3 separate regions of the Pan troglodytes genome follow, and all the other regions are linked to region 1. Evidence: chromatin contacts called from public HiChIP or PLAC-seq data. All regions are on one chromosome and are shown on one strand. Each heading gives the region's core, a stretch centred on a gene start, on an enhancer-like site or on the middle of the called end of the contact. The rest is flanking DNA. Distances are from core to core; before and after follow the strand shown.

Region 1 (3,946 bases), core at 559-3,058:
AGGGGCACAGAAAGCTGTGAACACGGGGTTTCCTGCCCAGTAGGCTCCAGGTGGGTGAGCATGGAATCGGCCTCGAATAAGCACGAGTTTGTTGCCTGCACTCTGGCGCCTGAGGGACTTGGAGGTGTTGAAGCGGCAGCGGAAGAGGCGATCTAGATAGATGAAGAGAAAAACAGATAAGAGGGTGAGTGGCTGAGAGAGAGACAGTGGATGGTGGGGAGAAGGGCAGCAGGTGGGAAATTGGACCGAGGAAGGGAGAAGGGAGTCCTTACCAGTGTCCAGGGCAGAGGGCAGGGTGAGTTGCTGGCGCACAGTGAGGTGGTCAGCTGGGTCAATGATGTCGTAGATGCTGTCACCCTGGGCAACCAGGTCCACCTGGAGGGAGGAAAAGAAGAGATGACCATTAGGGAGAACAGCAGGAGCCAATCTTTGATCTACAGTATCTTGTAGGGTATAACCTCTCCCTCCATAGTAATTCCCAGTTCCTCAGGAGTGGAAGGCTCACGGCACCCACTCCATGCCCAGCCTCAGCTGAAAGGACCCTTAGCACTCACCATGGAGTGGCCCAGATGCTCGCTCACACTCTCAGACAGGTAGAGCAATTTCCCCTCGGCTGTGAACACAAGCAGAAAGCCGGGTAGTGCCGCTACGATGTCCTCAAGCTCTTGAGCTGAGAGAAGCCCCGTGGGGCCCGCCAGAGGAGTGCCTGTAGGGCGAGAAGACGTAGTGCGTCAGGAGTAAGACTGGGAGGCAAAGAAGAAGTGAGGAAGGCATGGTCTGAGTTTCAGAGAATCCAGAGGAATTTCTCATGGACCTGCCTCTGCAAACACCTGTTGACCCGCTGCCCGCAGCTCTTGGCCAGGGAACCTGTTGCTGTATCTCCATAGCCCACAAGCCCTCGACTTCTAAAGCGGGGTCGGCTCCTCCTCGGCTCTTAATTTCAGAACCGCGGACAGAGCTCCAAAGCGGCTCTGAATTTCAGAACCGCGGACAGAGCTCCGAAGCCGACTGTGGGTTCAGAACCATGGACAGAGCCATACACGGCCGACGCAGCCGTCAGCACCATGGGCAGCGCCCGGAAGGCGCCAGGAGATCCCTTTCAGCACCGCGGACAGTAGCTATGTTCCCCTAGGCTCAGGCAGCTCCATCCCTGCAACTTCCCGGGCTTCCCTCCCCGGCTCCCGGAGCGCTTCTGCACTGGCGGGCACCGAGGCCGCTCTGTCCTGGCTCTTCTCCTCTCATAATCTGGTGTTAGGGACACCGTCCAGGCTCTCTAACTCTCATTCAGAACTAAGGTGAGGTCTGGAGGGAGCTCAGGAGGAAAAGTAGAAAGTCCCGAATCTCCCCAGTTCGCCAGCACGCTGCCCTAGACATGCGGCAGCCCCAGCGGGTTCCCTCAGCTCCAGGGTCTCCGGCGCCTGGCAGCTCGGATCTGCGGTAGCCCCAGCATGCTCACCACCAGCGAAGAAGACGCCCTTGCGAGTGTAGATGCAGGCGAGGCTCATGATGTGCAGGTAGGACAGCCGGACCTTGTCCGCTTCGGCCAGCGGCAGCAGCTCCTTGAGGTTCCGGATCTCGGCGTTGATCTGGTCCCGGCGCGCCTTGGAGGCGCCCTTGGTGGAGCGGTACATGACCGGCGGCTGCGGAGCTCCAGCTCGGGTGCCCGAGCACCTGCGCTCCCGTCCCGACGCACCGGCGGCTTCCTCCTCCGTGCTTCCCCGTCTCTCGCTCAGGCTCGCTCTCTGCTCTCCTGGGCTCCGCTCGGCTGCGCTGCCCCCCTCGCCTGCCTCACGCCGCCTTATATAGCTCCTGCCAGGCGTGGGGGGCTCGTTTTAGAGCCGGGGGGGCGGGAGAGCGGGAGGCTGGGCTAAGCAAGCTGCAGCGGGAGCCGCTGACTGGGGAGGGGGGCTCCTCCTCCCGCCCGGCTTCCGACGTCATCTCATGACGTAGAATGAGAGAGGGAGGGAGGCGGGCGAGGGGGGAGCAGGAGGCTGCGGAGGGGGCCAAGCCTGGCGGGAGCTGAGCGGAGAGGAAGGCGCTGCGTTAGGAAAGCTTGAATGGAGTGTGGGGACCCTGGCGTCTGAATGCGTTCAGTTGAGGGAAGCGACAGGGCCAGGGTTAGGGCGGCCTGAAGCCCGCGGCAGGAGTCCGCAGAGGGCAGAGAGGGGCTGGCACTGACACTAATTTTTCTGAGGAGTTGAGGAATGGGGAAGAACAGGGTTGTCTACAAATCCCCCTCGTTACTTGACAGACAAGGTCACGTTCACATGCAGGGAAGGAGGACTTTCCTTGGCCTCCGTGGGACAGGTCACTGCTGGGGTTCCTCTCTGGGGACTATTTAACCTGGGATTCCCTTGGCCATTTTTAGAGAACAAATTCCCGCCCCCGCTTCCCAAATCGGGCCTTGGCGGCTTATCAGGGGGTGTTCATGGGGGTCTAAGTCCCAAGGATGGGTGGAAAGGGGGTCCGGTGGGAAAGGGACCAGCTGAATTTGGCGTTGATCCTGTTTTCCCACAGCCAAGAATAGAAACCAACACCAGCGCTGTAGTCTGCAGTGATTCGTGGTTTCCCTCTCAGCTAATTAACCTTACTGAAGGGGAAACTGAGGCAGGGACGTGGGGGCACGTCGAGGACCTGGGTCTGCACTTAGGCATCCCTTCCCCCCGTTGCCGGCCCCCAAGCGAGCGCTTCCCCCCGCCCTGCTGCCAGCCTCTGTCTCCCCGCGGGCCGGGGGCGGGGGCGGGGCCGGGGGAATCCCAGCTCCATATTAGGACAGGAATCCTCCGGCGGCTGCCGCGGCTGCGGCGGGCGGGGCCTGGCTGCCTCCGCACGGCTCCGGAGGGCTCCCCGCCCTGCCTAGGCGGGCAAGACGGGGGAGCAGCTGAGAAGCGAAGGGGCAGCGCCGGACCCTCCATGACCCCTGCACCTACCAGGGACCCTGTATTTTTGCCAGGTTCCCTCCACCCCTCTCCACATTTGCGCCTCTAAGGCTCCTGGCTCTGCCTCTCCACCTTCAGCTCTCCACTCTCCACCTTCGTTTCTTTTTCTGTCCTTTCACATCCTTTTCTATCCTTTTCATATCCTGTCACCTTTGCCCTATCCCCACCCCCCCACACACACCCGCTTTTTTTCTCTTTTCACCACAGATGATTGCTGTCTACAGGGGCGAGGATGCGCCGTTCTTATCCTGGGATTCAATAATGCAAGAAGCAAGTGGGCTAGGGAATGTTCTTATCTGAAATCTCGTTTGATGGAGTAGCTGTGTGCGCATGGAATCACTTAAGTGGCTGGAAATGAGGCCACTTAAAAATTGGAGGGTGGGACTGGGAAGTCCCAGTCACACAGGAAGCATGGAGATGAACTTTGCCATCAAAAAGGACAATTTGGGGCCAGGGAACTCCCCGCTCCTCATGGAAAGGGGTGGTAGTAAGAGAGGTAGAGTGGGAGGAGAGGCGGCTGAGGAGAAGTATGTCTTAGAAGAGGTGTACAAGGTGTGGAGACCCTATTCTGGTGTCTTATGCATTTTGGCAGAGGTTGGGGCCATCCTGTGGTCAGTGTCACAGCTGAGGTGGAGGGAACGATGTCCGCTTATCTGTCTGCCACTGTCTCTAACCCCATTGACCTGGATGACAGAGAGATGATTTCTCCTGGACACGGGTCTGTGTTGCTTCTTTCATCTCAATCTGACCTCTAATGTACCTACCCACCCCTCTCTCAAGCTTCCATTTGAACAATCCCTTGATCTTTGGATCCCCTTCCGTATGAAATTCCAGGGGGGTTGTTCCTGTGTTCTTCACTCACTGATGCTAAAGCTGCCTGTGAGGCATTCTGAGTGTCCCCCTCCACAATAAGAGGAGTCTACTGGCTGGGTGTCATGGCCTCCAGCAATCTGAGCGAATCTGCAGTGAAGGAATACTGCGCCGACCGCTGTCCGTGGTGCTGAAAG
Region 2 (3,946 bases), core at 378-2,877, 420 kb before region 1:
GCTCTCATGCTGAAAACACACCAGGACTAATCTGGCCAGACTCACCAACTCCAAAAAAGAGCGGGCAGGTGAACACAGCAGGGCCCAGGCCCATGCACGGTGCTAACATGGGCAGCATACAGGCCCGGAACACCAGCTCCTCTGTCAGCGGGGCGATCACTTGGTTCCGCAGCCAACGCATGTCTGTGAGGCAGCGGGCCCAGGAGCGGGGGGCTGCAGAGGGAATTCAGGACAAGCTGTGAGTGACAGGCTGTCAGACAGTGAGACCCCAGAGGCTCCAAGGGCTCCTCTCCCACAACTTTACCCTGGCCAAACTCAGGTTAGGCATCAATACTCCTGAGGACGGGGGTGTGGACCCAACATAAACCCAATGTCTTGAGATGACCTGAAGGGAAGGCATTAGCTGAGGCAGGGCATCCTGGAAGTAAACTCTGGAGACACCAAAATTTAAGCAAGACTAGCTCTGGTTGGGGAAGCAGGGAACAGTGCTCTCTGATCCACACCAAATGCTGCTGGGGGTTCCCAGGGAACTCCTTGGACGTTGGCAATCAACCCTTAGAGGCCACCTAGCTCTATGTTTCCATTTTACTGATGAGAAAACACACCCAGAGAGATGACATTTCACGTGTCCAGATCACACCCTGAGCCCGCTGACTCCCTGCCCCAATGTCCTGGACTGCCTGTGCTTACTTTTCCCTTCAGCCTTTAAGACTCACCCAGGACAACCTTCAGCCCATCTGCCAGGTCACAAGGGCAATCCATAGAGAGCTGCATCAGTGGGCCCAGGAAAAGAATCTGAGAGCAAGAAAACACTTTCACCATAACCCACCGCTTTTGCCCAGACCTTTGCCCATGCTCCCTGAGACTCCAAGCTTGAAATCCTCTCAGCCACGATTTCCAGACCATGCATACCGGAGGACCCTGGGGCCATCTCAAAAGTCCTGTCTCCCATCAACCAAAAACCAAAAACAAGAGGAGTCCACGGCACTGCCCATCAGGCTGATAACAAAGACCAGAAGAAAAAATACAGGAGGAGCACTCACCATGGTCAGCAACAGGGGCAGCAGCGCCGCTGGGAAAATGCCCTCCAGCCTGAAGCCCATCAGGGTGAGCAGGGATGTGCCTGGCTGAGCCACAGGAAAGGGGGCATCAGTTTTGCTTCCTCCCCTAAAGACCCCTGAGCTCTCACCGCCATTGCCCTTTGCCCCGCCTCCTTCGCACCTGGATGCCTGTGAGTTCCCTCCAGAGCAGCACGCACAGAGGTGAGAGACTGGACACCACCAGGACGCTGGTGAAGCGTCGCTTGATGACGGCGGGATGGTCCCTACGGAGGGGACAGTAAGTTCAGGGGGCCCGCGGCTGCCCATGAGCACGGACCCGCCCCCGGCTCGCCCAAGCTCCGCCCGCAGGGCGCGGATTCCGGCCGCGCGCAGCCCCCGCACCTGGGCAGTTCGCTCTTCCAGACGTAGAGGCTGCCCACGTAGGAGCAGGCGAGGCTGAGGCAGGAGAACACTGACACCCAGCAGCACAGCCCGGGGCCCGGGCCCCCCAGCGCCGCCGACTCGGGCGGCCGCTCCGGCCGCGACACCGACAGCAGTCGCAGCCCATCCCCGCCCAGCGCCGCCATTGCGCCCTGACCCGCGGCGCGCACCAGTGACGCAGTCCCAGGGAGGTGTGGGTGACGTCAGGCCGCGGTGCGGCTCCACGCCCCGCCCCGCCCGGGCCCGACGCGGAAGCAGACGCGGAAGAGGACTTGGTGAGCGCGGGGCAGCTTTATTAAACCACGGGATAACGGCTGCCCGCAGCCTCCGGATCGGTGGGCGCTTGCGGAAGGGGACCCGGCTCAGGGCCCAGGGCTGGGACTCAGCCACTCTGACAGGTTGGAGACCTCCTGCAGCCACAGCACGTCCTGCGGGAACAAGGGGGCCCGGGGTGAGGACCTCTCAGCAGCGGCCCGTGGCCTGCACCTCCTGCTGAGCCCTTCCCTGCGCGGCCCTCGCCCAGTTACCTCCAGGCGGCTCCTGAGGCTCGCCCTGCCCGGCGCCAGGGCCCTGCCGTGAGCCTCGCGGTCCTCCCTTCCTCTAGGAGTGAGGGGGGCCGCGGTGGCCTCCGGGCGGCGCGGGGCGGCCTCTGAAGGGCTCGGGGCCCTGGCGGAGCGCAGAGATCGCATCTCCTCTATGCGGGGGCTGCCCCTCTTGAGCCTCTTGTTTTCTGCTTGCCCGCTGGTATCTAGGAGAAAACAAGCCTCTTCATCTTACTTTCATGGCCCTGTGCTAGGAGCACCCTTGGGCAAGGGGAAGCCTGGGAGAACGGGCGCCGAGGGGCTCTTCCCACCGCATCCCTGTCAGCAGGTCCCATCCACACCAAAACCCTGCAGCTGTGGGCGCTTCTGGAGCAGCCCGAGGCTGCAGAGACGTTTCAGGGCCTCCCTATTCTCTCACCCAGGCGGGAGATTGTCCCGAGCCCTCACTTGGGGGACTCAGGCCGCTCAGTAACTTTCTGTATAGATTCTTCCTGGAGTCTGCACGGACAAGCCCCCCTCCCTGCCAGCCTCTGTCCTCCCTCACCTTTCTGGCCTCAGTTCTGTCTCCCTTTGTTGCTCACGTTGCATTGAGCAGTGCCCATAGGCAGCTTTCCTACTCTTAACTGATTCATTTGTCAAATTAAAGCGAGTTTAGATGAATAGATTCTTCCCCAGCAGGTCTTGGGGATGCAGATCAATGAGCTTTTCCCTGAGAGAAGCTCACAGATGCTAGGAGGGGATGCAGACCTGTGTACAAAGCCCAGGGTTAAAATAGAGAAGGAAGCCGACCACCTCTGGATGTGAAGAAGGGTTTCCATGAGGAGATACCTGAGCTGACCTTTTGTTTTTTTGAGACAAGGTCTTGCTCTGTTGCCCAGGCTGGAGTGCAGTGGCGCAGTCCTGGCTCACTGCAGCCTCGACCTCCTGGGCTCAAGCGATCCTACTGCCTCAGCTTCAGCTTCCAGAGTACCAGGAACCACAGGCGCATGCCACCACACCGGCTATTTTTTTTTTACTTGTAGAGACGGGTCTCACCGTGTTGCCCAGGCTAGTCTCAAGCTGTCCTCCCGCCCCGGCTCCCCAAAGTGACGGTATTACAGGCATAAGCCACCACTCCTGCCCCAGAGCTGGGTTTTGAAGGATGAAGAGTGATATGCCAGACAAGGGAGAGAAAGGGAATTTCTTGCTGAAAGTTAACACAAGTAAACCTTATGCAAAGGCATAAAACAACTTCCTATATAAATTTTTACTTTTTAAAGATGAGGTCTCGCCTGTCACCTAGGCTGGAGTGCAGTGGCGTGATCATAGCTCACTGCAGCTTTGAACTCCCGGCCTCATCCTCTCGAGTAACTGGGACTAAAGGCACACACCACCTTGCCTGGCTAGAAACAGATTTTCATCTGTAGAAGACAGGAAGCCAATAAAGAGTTTTAAGCACTGGTGAAATATATTGGTAATTTTGTACTTCAGAAAGATCGTTCTTTCAAAGGTGTGGCTTAGATCAAACTAGAGACAGGAAGACCTTAAGAGCCCAATGACAAGTGAAGACAGTGGAGATAGAGGCGTCACCAGGAATCAGAAGTGTTCATCAGGCCTAAGTGATAGGCCTTTGTGAGCGCCTGGATGTGGGAGAGGCCTCTTGGCCGGGCGCGGTGGCTCATGCCTGTAATCCCAGCACTTTGGGGGGCCGAGGCGGGAAGATCACGAGGTCAGGAGATTGAGACCAGCCTGGCCAACATGGTGAAACCCCGTCTCTACTAAAAATACAAAAATTAGCTGGGCATGGTGGTGGGCGCCTGTAATCCCAACTACTCAGAGGCTGAGGCAAGAGAATCACTTGAACTTGGGAGGCAGGGAGGTTGCAGTGAGCCGAGATCACGCCACTGCACTCCAGTCTGGGCAAGAGAGAGACTCTGTTTCAAA
Region 3 (3,946 bases), core at 611-3,110, 260 kb before region 1:
ATCCAGGAGAAATTTGGGCATAAACATTAGATAATATTAACATAGGATAGTGCTATTTTAAATTAGCAGCACATATAAGCCGGGTGCAGTGGCTCACACCCGAATCCCAGCATTTTGTGAGACTGTGGTGGAAACATCTTGAGCCCAGAAGTTTGAGACCAGCCTGGGCAACACAGTGAGACCCCCATCTCTACAAAAAAAAAATTTTAATTAGCTGGATGGGGTGGCCCACACCTGTGGTCCCAGCTGCTCCAGAGGCTAAGATAGGAAGATCACTTGCGCCTGGGAGGTCGAGGCTACAGTGAGCCATAATGGTGCCACTGCACTCTAGCCTGGACAACAAAGTGACACCCTGACTCAAAAATAATAGTAATAATAGTTAAGGGCCGGGCGAGGTGGCTCACGCCTGTAATCCCAACACTTTGGGATGCCAAGGCCAGCGGATCGCTTGAGGTCGGGAGTTCGACACCAGCCTGGCCAACACGGTGAAACCTTGTCTCTACTAAAAATACAAAAATTAGCTGGGGGGTAGCGCACGCCTGTAGTCCCAGCTACTCGGGAGGCTGAGGCAGGAAAATGGCTTGAACGCAGGAGGTGGAGGTTGCAGTAAGCCGAGATCGCACCACTGCCCTCCAGCCTGGGCGACACAGTGAGACTCCGTCTTTAAAAAATTAAACAAAAAATAAAAATAAAATAAAATTGGAAGGACAGTGCCTCTTCTGAAATGGCTGAGAAACAAAAAGAACTCAGGGAAAGAACATATCCAAGTAGCTGGGGTGGAAGAGGGCAGCCTGGGGAATGTGTCCCAGATGGTATCAGAGAAGCCATTATGGAGCCACTACAATGAGGAATGGTGGTTGACAACCTCCCTGGCAGGCTCTACTAGGAGATAAACCCAATCCATCAATCTCCATAAAAGGCTATTCTTTGTTGGAAAGTGACAGTGGGGAATCAGCCTAAACTTTTTTTTTTTTTTTGAGACCGAGTCTTGCTCTGTCACCCAGGCTGGAGTGCAGTGACGCCATCTCGGCTCACTGCAACCTCCGCCTCCCGGGTTCCAACGATTCTCCTGCCTCAGCCTCCCGAGTAGTTGGGATTACAGGCGCCCGCCACCACGCCCGGCTATTTTTTGTATTTTTAGTAGACACGGGGTTTCACCATGTTGGCCAAGCTGGTGTCGAACTCCTGAACTCGTGATCCGCCCGCCTCGGCCTCCCAAAGTGCTGGGATTATAGGCGTGAGCCGCCGCACCCGGCCCGCCTAAGCTTGTTTTTACCGCCAGGAGGTGCCCTTGGACCACAGCTGAATTTTGAATGCTAGACAGTCGGGAAACTCAGTTGCCTAGACTTCCAGCTTGGTGTGTACGAGGAGACCCTGTCCCACCCAGAACTAGGGACCTCGCTGGGCCTCTCCACCAAGTATTCCTCTGGTGTGCTCACCACAGACCCGGACTGTGATGGACACACAATGAGTGAGAGAGAACCAGACCACGGATACTCACGAGCAAACAAAACATGACTAAGCGTAGCCTGGGTAGCAATGCCTCTTAGGTCTGTCCCAGTTCTGCCAGGTTATCTTTCTGCCCCTTGGTTCTCAGTTTCCGTAGCAATAAATAACACCTCTGCAATGACAAACTTTAATGTTTAAAGCGCTACAAAACAATGACTAGTTTTGCTTAAAATGTGGCGCACCTGTATTTTTGAAATGTTGCCCCAAGCTGCCACAGAAGCCGGCCAGCCCGCTACAAAAGCCCCTTTTTAGGGCCCTCGGGGAGATTCCTCTGTCGTTAGCTCCCCGCCCCCCTCAAAGGGCCCAAGAGCAGGACCCATTGTGATGGTGAGTGACTCCCCAAGGCCTCCGCTTTTCTAGGCAGTGGTTGCGTTCAGAGCCCCTCTGACGCAGCAGTGGCGACCCTTTCCAGGGTGGTGACTGGCTGGTTGGGGCTGGGGGTGGGCTGACCTCCGCGGCGCCGCGCCACCACCAACAGGCCCCGCCCCCGTGCTGCGTGGTCATTTGTATGCAGCCTCGGGATTGGTCACTCGGCTCCCGCGAGGGGAAGGGGAGGGAAGCAGCGCGCACTCGCGCGTGCGTGAGCTGGCGCGCGAGAAAGGGCCCGGTCGCGTCGAGGCTCGAGCGGCCGTCGCCATTTTGTAGGGTTCTCTCTGACGTGGGAGCCGCCGTCGCTGCCGCCACCCGGAGGTGCGAGGGGGTCGTGTGTGTGTGATGTGGGGAGCTCGGGGGCGGGTCGGGCCGGGCCTCCGGCAGACTGCACGGCCCGGATTTGGGTTTCTCATTTTGCAGCGAGAGGTCTGGGAAGACAACGGGAGGAGGCGGGGCCGGGTCTCCGGAAGGAGGCGGGGCAGGGGTCGGGTCGAGTCTTTGTTGGGGCGAAGAAGCTGGAGGGTGGGCCGCTGTGGGCGAGGTGGTTGGTCCCCGGTTTGGGGGAAAGGGGACTTTTTTCTTTTTAGAGTATCTTGAAAGGCGCTAGTGCGCGCAGGAGAGGTACACAGATTTCCCTCCAAAACCTTGTTACCAGGCGCACTGCGATTGATGCCCCTTGCCTTTGCTTGGGCTTTTCCCTTTCCTCATTTTAAGACATGAAGCAGCTAATTCTGGTATTTCATTGCGCTCCACTTCACGGAGATGATAGACTGGGCTATGCCTGCTGACCCTCGACCTCCTGTTTGCATGTCACGCATAGCTCGCACTTCTCGAGAACAAACCGCCCTTCTTCTATTGAGGAAGAATAATGAATGTCTGTACGAGGGTCTTGAAGGTGCAAGAACTTTGGAGGATTAGACGAAAATGCTGCAGTGCACCGAAATTTCCCACCACACCCCTGACTTTTGAAGTCTTGTGTTTCTCTCCCAGGCTCTTGTCAGGATGGTGAAGCTGTTCATCGGAAACCTTCCCCGGGAGGCCACAGAGCAGGAGATTCGCTCTCTTTTCGAACAGTATGGGAAGGTGCTGGAATGTGACATAATTAAGAATTACGGCTTTGTGCACATAGAAGACAAGACGGCAGCTGAGGATGCCATACGCAACCTGCACCATTACAAGCTTCATGGGGTGAACATCAACGTGGAAGCCAGCAAGAATAAGAGCAAAGCTTCAACCAAGTTACACGTGGGTAACATCAGCCCCACTTGTACCAACCAAGAGCTTCGGGCCAAGTTTGAGGAGTATGGTCCGGTCATCGAATGTGACATCGTGAAAGATTATGCCTTCGTACACATGGAGCGGGCAGAGGATGCAGTGGAGGCCATCAGGGGCCTTGACAACACAGAGTTTCAAGGTGAACTGCTCTGGGCCTGGGTAGTAGCGCCGAGTGGGGTCTAGCTCAAAACAGGCAAGAACACAAGACTATAGAACTTGCTGGGTGGTCTCTTCCATTCTGTTTTAGCTGGAAATAATAGATTATGTTTACCGCTCTTAAGCATAATTTACCCCTGGGGAAGCAAACACTTCCCCTTTTCAGGTTTGCTAAGATGTTGCTCACCGACTGCATAGAATCACAAACTGTGGGTTACTTTACCCTGCGGGATTCTTGCATTGATTCGAGTGCTGTTGGAAGTGTAATCTGCTTGGGGAAACGAGTACCTCATGAGAGAAGGGAGGATAAAGGTCCGTGGCTTACCTGCTTCTTTGGTGATGATCAGGAAGCCTTATATTTGAGGGTTTAAGTGCTTAAGATTTATATTCTTTACTGCTTTGGGTGGATACTGGTGGGAAAGAAGAAAAAAGACATCTAGAGGAAGCCCTATATTATAAATCTGGGTGGCAAGTCTGGATCTGCGGGAGTATCTTTTTGTTGATGAAAGTTGTGCAGTCTCTTCAAGCAGAGTCAAAAAAAACATGCCATGGAGTGTTCTGCTCCACCTGTTTATTTCACCCTCAGAAAAGGAAATTTCTAAATATATCAGACTCAATGGGAATGATGGTCCCG

The links. HiChIP or PLAC-seq counts read pairs in DNA pulled down with a chosen protein or histone mark.
Region 2: an H3K4me3 HiChIP or PLAC-seq map of stem cell-derived excitatory neurons shows a contact between it and region 1, with 2.6 times the contacts expected there. The contact joins the promoter of RCE1 here to the promoter of NPAS4 in region 1. A contact is called at or near these places in 2 of 7 Hi-C or Micro-C datasets (induced pluripotent stem cells and stem cell-derived neural progenitor cells) and 1 of 1 datasets of contacts at active chromatin or transcription factors (stem cell-derived excitatory neurons).
Region 3: an H3K4me3 HiChIP or PLAC-seq map of stem cell-derived excitatory neurons shows a contact between it and region 1, with 6 times the contacts expected there. The contact joins the promoter of RBM4B here to the promoter of NPAS4 in region 1. A contact is called at or near these places in 2 of 7 Hi-C or Micro-C datasets (a lymphoblastoid cell line and stem cell-derived neural progenitor cells) and 1 of 1 datasets of contacts at active chromatin or transcription factors (stem cell-derived excitatory neurons).

What each region holds. Positions count from the first base shown.
Region 1 is chr9:68,742,161-68,746,106 of NHGRI_mPanTro3-v2.0_pri, reverse strand. It overlaps NPAS4 (neuronal PAS domain protein 4), which reads right to left and starts at 1,808. Exons shown (of 7, transcript XM_063784194.1): 1 at 1,457-1,808; 2 at 555-706; 3 at 273-375; 4 at 1-152. The coding sequence starts at 62.
Region 2 is chr9:69,163,224-69,167,169 of NHGRI_mPanTro3-v2.0_pri, reverse strand. It overlaps RCE1 (Ras converting CAAX endopeptidase 1), which reads right to left and starts at 1,627. Exons shown (of 7, transcript XM_054661443.2): 1 at 1,443-1,627; 2 at 1,222-1,324; 3 at 1,044-1,127; 4 at 717-795; 5 at 46-213. The coding sequence starts at 1,627. It overlaps TOP6BL (TOP6B like initiator of meiotic double strand breaks), which reads right to left. Exons shown (of 17, transcript XM_054661441.2): 16 at 2,009-2,229; 17 at 1,754-1,909. The coding sequence ends at 1,844.
Region 3 is chr9:68,998,541-69,002,486 of NHGRI_mPanTro3-v2.0_pri, reverse strand. RBM4B (RNA binding motif protein 4B) reads left to right here and starts at 1,860. Exons shown (of 4, transcript XM_508578.9): 1 at 1,860-2,199; 2 at 2,872-3,295. The coding sequence starts at 2,884.